Regions from separate parts of the Danio rerio genome. Here region 2 is linked to region 1. Evidence: chromatin contacts called from public Hi-C data. All regions are on one chromosome and are shown on one strand. Each heading gives the region's core, a stretch centred on a gene start, on an enhancer-like site or on the middle of the called end of the contact. The rest is flanking DNA. Distances are from core to core; before and after follow the strand shown.

Region 1 (5,025 bases), core at 963-3,462:
AAGGAGGGTTTTTTATCCACAGTTTGGTCTGGTGTGTTATGTTGAAATCCAGCGCATCTAATTCATCATCTTTTTTCTTTTCTTTTTGCTCCCAGAAGCCCCACTCTTGTGAAAAATATGATTTCTGGACTGGGATTTGGCTCACTGAATGCCAGCTATCAGGTGAGACTCTTACTTTTGAAAACTTTTTGTAAAATGTAGAACGTCTAGTTTGAGAGTTAATGATTCCTTCCTTTTCAGTAATTTGATCGAACTGATGTACAATGTAAATCACTGTAAATGATTCATTGATGAACTGGTTGGGATCTGAATGATTTTACTTAATAGTTATTGCAAACATTGGAAAAGATAAATGGAAAGATTTTTTGAGAATGTAATTTTATATTTTTCTCTAAGATATAAATTTGGGCTACTATTTTTTACTATTATTGTAATTTATTTTGTTAGATGAGCTCCAGATTTGGCTTCAGGACCGTATTATCCAATGTATATGCACAAATATAATATTGTATCCTATAGAAAATGTTAATTTAACTGAGAGATCTGTGGGGGTGTACTCATATATGCTGAGCACTGTATATGTATGTATGAACTATTTATTTATTCATGTTCATTTATATTCATTATTAGATTTTTTATTATATCTGTTTATATTTTTTACACTTGGACTTGTATTTATTTACTAATAAATAAATAAAAAAATTTAAAAAATATTATGGAGAACAAAACCTACAAAACATAAACAAATAAATCCACAAATTCCTGCATAAATAAACAATAAATAAATAAATATGCAAATAAATAAATAGATGTATATGTAAATCTACAAATTCCTGTATAAATAAAATAATAAATAAATAAATAAATATATGCATATATAAATATACAAATTCCTGCATAAATAAATATATAAATAATTAAAAGTACATAATAAAAAATGGGGGGTTGGGGGTTATATTTATTTATTTATTTCCATATTTATTTATTTTTTTTATTTATTTTTGCAGGAATTTGTGGATTTAATTATTAATTTATTTATTCATTTGCATGTTTTTGTCCTCTATAAAATATGACATAACATGTAAAATAACATTACAAATGACATTTACCATTAAAAAATAATAAACAACAGAATACAGTGAAATTGAATATATTGGTTATGAACTTTAAACTTTTGGGTAAATTCAAAATAGAAATGTATAGTTTCCTTTTTACCCAATATTCACTTTTTTGCATTCAAAATATTAATTTTAAGTAAAAAATCTGCCTTTTCATATTCTGATTTGTGATTGCGGTATTTTTGGTCTGGTTCATAGTCTGATCTGATTGATTTGTTATTGAGTCGATCCAAAATAAAATAAGTATGAAAAAAAAAATCTACATTTCACCCATTACTTTGGCATCAGCATTTCTAAACTATAATTCATGAAAGCTCTTAAATATTTTGTCTACTAAACATCAGCTAGAACTTGACATCTGAAATGTGAGCCGAACAGTCTTATAAGTTTATTTCAGTCATTTATTCTTGAATCTCCAAATCATTTTACAGCTCCTGGAAAAGAAAAGAAAAAATGTGAGAATCCTGCACAGATCAAGCACACAAGGGCACTGATAACAATTTCTTCCTCTAATTAGCTGCTTCTCCCAAACCTCCTCCGTTCTCCTCCCTCCATCGCACACGCAGCCATATGTGATTTATAGCGTCAAATATTTGTCAATGAAGGTCACAGCATAAAATTAGTGTCTGTCCTAGAAAATCTCCTGAATCCACCGGTGTCACCGCAACTCTCGTTCGGAGCGTTCGCAGCCCTGCTCTGAGTTTGTGCGTTTGTGTTTTCTCTGTGTGTGTGTGTGTTTTTTTTCCCTGTGTGACGAGACAGAGATGGATATGGGAGGTTAGCCTTTGTTAGCTTGCGTCCTGGTCTGGGTGTGTGTGTGTGGGTTTGTGTATGTGTGTGAGTGTGTGTGTGGCGCTCTGTCAGGTCTGTGCCCATCCATCTCCTCTCAGGACAAGCAGTGTCAGCGGCTGACAAACAAACAGCCCAGCTAATCACAGGCCAACACACATACACGCACACACACACACACACACACACACACACACACACACACACACACACACACACAGACACACACACACACACACACAGTTTCTCCGGCCTGGCCCAGTTTGTCCCACTCTGACCCTGCAGGCCATCTCTATGGAAATGGAACTGCTCATCCTGAAAAGGCCACACATAAACTAGCCTTTAACAAAAGAGCAGACACACAGTGTGCACAACAACAGCCTGACGAAGTGTGAGAGAATGATGTCTATCTGCTGAGTTTGTGTGTGTTTTAGATGGCAGTGTTAATCATACTTTTAGGGTAAATGTAACTAATTTTTATTAAATATTTGTTAATATTTACTTCCCCATTTGTTTAATAGCATTAAGAATTAAAAAAGTATGCATTACAAGTTTATAAAAATGTTGTTTTAATATGCAAATTATGGATTGGAATTAAATATGTACTTATTTAAAATCTGAATATTAGATCAGTCTGGTTCTTTATTATTTTTTTATGCATTAGAGTCAAAGGATTTTACAGAGTGTATAGTGGGATATTTTATCACTCCATAATTCAGAAAGAACTATGAACAGCTGGAAACAAAATTTAGAATAATAAATAAAATATACTTTTAGTCACTTTATGTATGGACAAATCTGTGTGTAAAATGCTTTAGAATACAGATATGAGCAAAACAAATTCACCTGCGCTGTTCATCTGAATTTAGTTAGTTAAGTTTTAGTTTATTTTAGTTTAAAACAAAAAATAGGCCTCATTTAGTTGACAACAGTTAAACTGTGCGTGAGCCTGATCATCTTTCTTGCCACCACTTGCTCTCTCTACAGAATCACTATGAATTTGCCTTTAACAATCTATTCTTGTCCTGTCTTTCTTTCTGTCAGCTCTCTCTCTCTCTCTCTCTCTCTCTCTCTCTCTCTCTCTCTCTCTCTCTCTCTCACTCTCTCTCTCCCTCTCTCTCTCTCTCTCTCTCTCACTATAATGAACTACATTTCATTAAGATGTCTAAATTAAGATATCCGAATGTATCATTTCCTTGAATAGATTTGTTATATTTTACTTGTACCCTTTTATTAATATAAATACAAAATATATATTGTGTTTTCTTAAATTTGTATCATCGTCATATGATTTGCATTGGGTAAAATAAACTAAATTAAAAATAAATATTTTATGAATTAAATATTACATATTTTTACTTTGTTTTAATTTAATATTTACTAAATAAAGAGTTCAAAGAATCAAATGGGTATTACCAAAAAAAATAATATGCTAAAACACTTATCATAACATATATACACACATTCAGTGGGTTAAAGATGTAGAGCACCAGAGTGTGTGTGCGCGTGTGGGGTTGTATATGTGTGAATGTGGTATCAGTGATCGTTCTGCACTGTTATATGGAAGTAAGGAGACCCCTAGTGGTGAAACAATCTAACCTGCTGCAACACTGCTGCCATTTTTTAACAACTTTAAAGACATTTAATAATGAAAATAAAAATAAAAAACAATTAAACTTAGAGTAATTTTCCTCAGTTTTTTAAAGGAAACTGTATTCACTTATCTTGACCCTTCACAGTGTTAAAAAAGAGATGCTTCATCCAAAATGTTATCACCATTTACTCAAACTCAAGTTGTAGCAAAACTTTGTGAGTTTTTTATCTTGTATAGAATAAAATGTAATCATTCAACCAATAATTAAACTTGTTAAAATAAGTGGTTTCTATTGTAAAAAAAAAAATTAAAATGTAATTAGTGCTTTTCTGAAGGAACTATCAAAAGAATTTTCGTCTTCTATCAATATTAGTTTCAGTGTATATTTTAGAATTTATTTTAATGTGTTAAATTGGTGTTTAGTCAACTTTTTAATGATCATTAATGTTAAAACTGGTTGTGCTGTCTTTGTTTTGATATTTCTCTAAAGATTGTTGCAGGTTATTATGTTTTAATTAAAGAGATATAATTAATTCCGACAATTGTAGCAATTTTGTCTTCTGATCTTCTTTCTGCTGAGCAATTAAAGTATATTTAAGTTGATTATTTTTGTAATAATAGAAATGTTCATATTCGGTACACTTAAATTGTTATTTGTTTTTAATATAGCAAACCTTTTTAAGTTACTTTATTTATCTTTATTTAATTTTTTCCCATTCTATTACATTCTAAAGAATATTGAAAACCATTGACTTCCAGCGGTTGATAATAAAATCAGTAGTTACTAGTTTCCATCATTCTTCAGAATATAATAGAATGGGAAAAAATTAAGGCAGATTTTAAAAAAGGACTGATGAGTAAATGTTCATTTTGGTTGACCTCTCCTCTTAACTTTTCTTAATGGTGTAATGTTGTGTTGTGCAGGCTGCGCTGGCGGAGAGCAGTCTTGGTCTTCTGAACAGCCCCACGCTGATGAACAACAGCACAGGTGCGAGTCTCAACATGCTGCACATTGGCCATGATGATGTCAGCAGCACCGTTGAACAAGTCAACAGTAACGGCAGCTGCAGCCCCGGCCTTTCTCCACATCAGTACGGGTGAGACTACTCAACTGATCTCTTGTACAGTTATGATAAAGCACGTGTGACACTGATGCTTTACCACAATCTCTGATTCTGATGAAAGTAACACTTCATTCAGAAGTTTGCTGTTTGGCTCATGAAACATTTTTATTATAATCAAAGTTGAAAACAGTTGTGCTCTCCTAATATACTATACACACACACACACACACACACACACACACACACACACACACAGACACATACAGTTGAAGTCAGAATTATAAGCCCCTCTTAGAATTTTTTTTTCTTTTTAAAATATTTTGCAAATGATGTTTACCAGAGCAAGGAAATTTTCACATTATGTCTGATAATTTTTTTTATCCTGGAGAAAGTCTTATTTGTTTTATTTCAACTAGAATAAAATCAGTTTTATTTTTATTATGGACCACTTTAAGGTCAA
Region 2 (5,118 bases), core at 1,405-3,904, 140 kb after region 1:
TATACTGTATATATAATATATAAAGTGCTAACCATAAACAATAAATATTTGTATTAATTTCTCAGTGAACATAGGTAATATATATATTTGGTGCATTTAAAAAAACAACAACAATATTTTAGTAAAAAAATCCTTAGAAATAGAAAGATCATACATTTAAATTCAAGCAAAATGTTGCAAAAATAAATTACAAACTACAATTTTTAAAATAGTTTTTGTTTCTCTTGATTCTCTTTCTAAACATTGTACTCAATATTTTCCCTGACATATAAATTTGTGTACTTGTATTTTTTGTATTAATCAACTAATTTAACAGTGACAATGCTCATTATTCAACAGTAAAACTGTAAATAAGCCAGAGGTAGCCACAAAGACAAATTTTAACCTTAACCCCTGGCAAATTTTAAAAAGGCAATCTAAAGTAAAAAAAAAACACATTATCCCACCTACAAAAAATACATACAACAAAAGGATAAAACATACTAAGAATTTCATAAAAAGTTATAGAAAATAATTTCACATGATTACAAACTTGCTTTGCCTTTAGCCTCTTCTTTTCTTTAACTTGTATTTATTTAAATAATTTGTAATACCCCTTAAATCAAGAGGAAGTGTGTTCCAGAAATGACTGTCTCTGACTGAGAAGACTGACCGTGCACAAGTTGTACATCTAAACTGCACAGCACAGTCTCCTCTTGAAATGGATCATGTTGCTCGATCATTATTATTCTTGTGTGTCACAAATTCACATAACGGTGGAGCACATCCATTAAAAATGTTAAAAATCATAGCATCAGCCAAATATTTTATATTATCAAAGCTCAATACATTTTTTTGTATTATATTACAATGATGATACATAGTCTTCTGACTTTAAGTGTCTTTGTATGAAGTGACAAAGACTAGCATGTAACAAACTAGTAAGACAATGTGTAATATGAGAAAAAATCATGGAGTGCATAAAAAGTTTTGCTGCTTTATTAGTCAAGTAAGGTCGTACTGTATATGCCTGAAGTTGGCCAGATTAAATTTAACAATTTTAATGACCTTCTTGGCATGCTTTTGGAAGGTCAATTGTGAATCTAAAATTAGAGCTAAATATTCATTACCAGAGACAACCCTGAGTTTTTCTCCTTCAGCAAATAAATCAGGATGATGGATAACTGTCAACGATAAAGAGAAAAACATACAAACAGTTTACTTATATTCAAATTTAGTTAAGAGCCACACAACCAATCAGAGACATGAACCAATGCCTCGGTTAAATAATTTGCTGCCAGTTAATTATGTGTGTGTGTTTGTATCTGTTTAATAAATCTGTTTTGTTCAAATGCACCAAAATATATTACCTACATTCACTGAAAAATGGATAAAAATATTCATTTTCAAAATAAAGTGTACTCATTTATGCTGACTAAATTCAGAATTATTAGCCCCCCTTTGAATTTTTTTTTCTTTTTTAAATATTCCCCAAAATTTTGTTTAACAGAGCAAGGAAATTTTCACAGTATGTCTGATAATATTTTTTTTCTTCTGGAGAAAGTCTTATTTGTTTTATTTTACCAAGAATAAAAGCAGTTTTTAATTAAAAAAAAAAAAACATTTTAAGGTCAAAATTAAGCTATTTTTTTCAATAGTCTACAGGACAAACCATCATTATACAATAACTTACCTAATTACCCTAACCTGCCTAATTAACCTAGTTAAGCATTTAAATGTCACTTTAAGCTGTACAGAAGTGTCTTGACAAATATCTAGTAAAACATTATTTACTTTCATCATGGCAAAGATAAAATAAATCAGTTATTAGAAATGAGTAATTAAAACTATTATGTTTAGAAATGTTTTCAAAAAATCTTTGTGTTAAACAGAAATTGGGGGGGAAATAAACAGGGGGGCTAATAATTCTGACTACACTTGTACACAAATAATTGTTAGATTTTTCCATTTCATTTTGATTTTAGATTAAGGTTTTAGTAAGTTTGAGGTTAATTTCTTTTTGTATTCTGTGTAGAAATTCAGATCAAAAGACTTTATGAATAATTTGATCATTTTACAAATATATTTCATATATCTGACCCCAAACGTCAAAGTTACTCCACATATATCATCAATTATTGTACATAAATATTAAGATCATACATTATAATTCAGTTAAAGACCTTTGGGGGATACAGTCAATGAAAAAGATTAATTTTTCTGGATCATCAACAACATTCACAGAGAATCTCAATCACAAGGACTATTACTCAAAATCCAGCAGTTTACAAACAGATGCACTGGTCAGCATCTCTTGAGTGGTCAAGACAGATGCGACTAACTCCATTCACCCCAATCAGATATGAAATATTATTTCTTCTCACACTACCATCTCTCCAATCAGCCCCCTCGACACATAGATTACACATGCTTATCGGAAGAATACACAACAGTTCGTCATTAGAACATTAATTGAAAAAGTGTAATTAATCTGCCTCAGTCCACCTCCTGGACCCCTGCCAGCATCATCCGAAACAGCACGAACATGCACAGAAACTACAGCGACTCAACACTGCCCCCTGTTGTCCACAAAGATCTCCATCTACCAGAGAGAAGAGGCTCATTTTTGTTGGCCAGACTGACACCCCAACGGGCTGCAATTACCCCACAGCAAACCCTATTGTCTGCATGTCACCCCCTGATGAGCGCGCACTGTAAGCAATCGTCTCTTTTTGCTCGCTGCATTTGTACAAATAGCTTCCAGAGGCCCTGAAAGAGAGAGCAATTTGGTATTTTGTGTCATTTGACAGGTGAATGGAGGATGCTGGCGGATACACTAACAGAATCATTTCGCGTACGTTTAAAAGGACAACGAGGGAAGAGGGGAGAGAGTGAAAAAAGTATTGGCGGAGAAATTAGTGTTGCTAAAACAGCGGTTGAGAAGACTTCAGTCACATGGAAGGAAGCTGTGATTAGTCCAATCTTTCATTAGCGTGTCGCTGACGGAGCCATTAGAACTGAGTCAGAGGAGTAAAACGCGGCTCGCTGAGGTCTGTTCATCAAATACGTCAAACTTCAGAGCTGGTCTGCAGGACTAGTGTATGGAGATCTGGTGTGATGTGTTGAGGACCAGTGCATGTACAAATGACCATTTCTATCATTTATGCATTCATTTTGAATCTATATTAATTACTTTCCTTTGTAAAACATGAAAGGAAATATTTTGAAAAAATGTGCAGGTTGCTCTTTTTTTGGTGCAGTTAAAGTGAATGGGGATTGAGCTTAGCGAGCTTCTAAAAGGATGCATATGCACCATAAACATGGTCCAACAACTTGTTTTATTCTAAATCATCTAAAGTCACACAATAGAATTCCCTGCAGAGTAAGGTTTTCAGTATGGACTACTTTTATGATGTACAGAGTTATTTGGGTTATTGAGGTGAAGAGCATGGGTTTGGAAAAGCAAGAAAATGGATAAATGAAGGTGGTTTTATATGAGTGTACTAAAAAATTCAGTATAAAAAAGAAATAGCGTACTGTGAAAAAGGAAGCAAAAAAATAAAAATAAAAACACGAAAAATGCTTTAAAATCAACCAAATGAATTGTTTTTTGTTTTTTAATTAAACGAATTTTTTTTTTTTTTAAGTGGAAACATTAAATGGGAAAAAGGCCCCACAATAGATTAAAACATCATTACATATTACTGACAATGTTTAAATTATTTGAAAAAGTATTGACACCTTTAAATCTTTCCCTGCCATTGTTGAGAAAACTTGTTTGTCAAGAGAAAATGCTTTCCCACCTTTGACAGGTGTTTACTGCAATTCATGTTTGAGTAATATTATGGTAAGGGAAGCCCTAACGCATGGTCTGAGTAAGGTAGAGATCTTCTCTGATTTCTGGGAACAAAATATAAGATGATCAATGTAAGTGAAAAATCGCAGGTGAAAAAAATAAGGTTATACAACTTTCCTTTGTCTTAATCCCCTAATTATCACAGCTCATCACAGAGAAATGATCAGCCCCCATCGATCTGCATGAGGTTAGGAATGTGTTTTACACACAGATGCATGCATGAGCTTGTGCACACACACATACTGTATTTGTGTTTTGTTTGTGTTTATGTGCACACGTGTGAATAAACAGTTGAAGTCAGAATTATTGGCCCCCCTTTGAATTATTATTTTTTTAATTATTTCCTAAATGACGTTTAACAGAACAAGGAAAAGTCTTGATGTTTCGGCTAGAATAAAAGCAGTTTTTATTTTTTCAAAAACATTTTAGGGTCAAAATTATAAGTCCCTTTAGGCTTTTTTTTTTTCTTTTACAATAACTTGCCTAATTACCCTAACCTGCATAGTTAACCTTATTAACCTAGTTAAGCCTTTAAATATCACTTTAAGCTGTATAGAAATGTCTTGAAAAATATTTAATCAAATATTATTTACTGTCATCATGGCAAAGATAAAATAAATCAGTTATTAGAAATGAGTTATTAAAAATATTATGTTTAGAAATGTGTAGAAAAAAATCTTCTCTCCTTTAAACTGAAATTGGGGTAAAAATAAACAGGGGGGCTACTAATTCAAGGGGGCTAGTAATTTTGACTTCAACTGTAGATATGTTTTTATATATATATATATATAATGAAAAATACATATTTTTTTAAAGTGGAAACATTAAATGTAAAAAAGGCCCCACAATAGTTTAAAAAATCATCAGTGTTGTGAAAAAAATTACATTAATGAATTATTTAAAAAAAAATTTAAATAAATAAATACATTTATTTCAAAAAATGGTCTCATATGAATTTAAAAACATGTACCAACATTATGATAAAAATAGCAAAAATTAACATTAAAAAAAATAAGCAATAAAAAAGAAAGTTTGGCGACCCCAGATTAATAAAGGGACTAAGACGAAAAGAAAATGAATGAATAAAAAAAGAAAGTGAATATAAAACCTTAAATACAGACAAATCAGTTTGTCTCGATTGGCCATGGAAGCAAAAACAGTCCTCATACCATACTTCTAAACATGCCCCCAACACTATGACTACAAGACACACTACGTTTGTGGGCCTTACACTGGTTTTCTGTCCATCCAGTGTTCCCATCCTCCTGTCTCCCTGGAGAAAC

The links. Hi-C and Micro-C count contacts between places; a contact is called where the count stands out from the background.
Region 2: a Hi-C map of hematopoietic stem cells shows a contact between it and region 1, with 2.5 times the contacts expected there. The contact joins two enhancer-like sites. A contact is called at or near these places in 5 of 18 Hi-C or Micro-C datasets (caudal fin, embryo, hematopoietic stem cells and 1 more) and 1 of 4 datasets of contacts at active chromatin or transcription factors (caudal fin).

Annotation. Positions count from the first base shown.
Region 1 is chr11:24,189,304-24,194,328 of GRCz12tu, forward strand. foxp4 (forkhead box P4) reads left to right here. Exons shown (of 18, transcript NM_001199491.1): 16 at 96-162; 17 at 4,426-4,598. Among named protein-coding and RNA genes, the nearest start is that of mdfi, 25 kb to the right of the region's middle. Within about 2 kb of position 2,213, at least 17 of the 62 cell types and tissues checked have an H3K27ac peak or open chromatin away from gene starts, as enhancers often do.
Region 2 is chr11:24,326,802-24,331,919 of GRCz12tu, forward strand. The region is part of intron 7 of LOC137496650 (a long non-coding RNA gene); the gene reads right to left. Among named protein-coding and RNA genes, the nearest start is that of tfeb, 90 kb to the right of the region's middle. Within about 2 kb of position 2,655, at least 3 of the 62 cell types and tissues checked have an H3K27ac peak or open chromatin away from gene starts, as enhancers often do.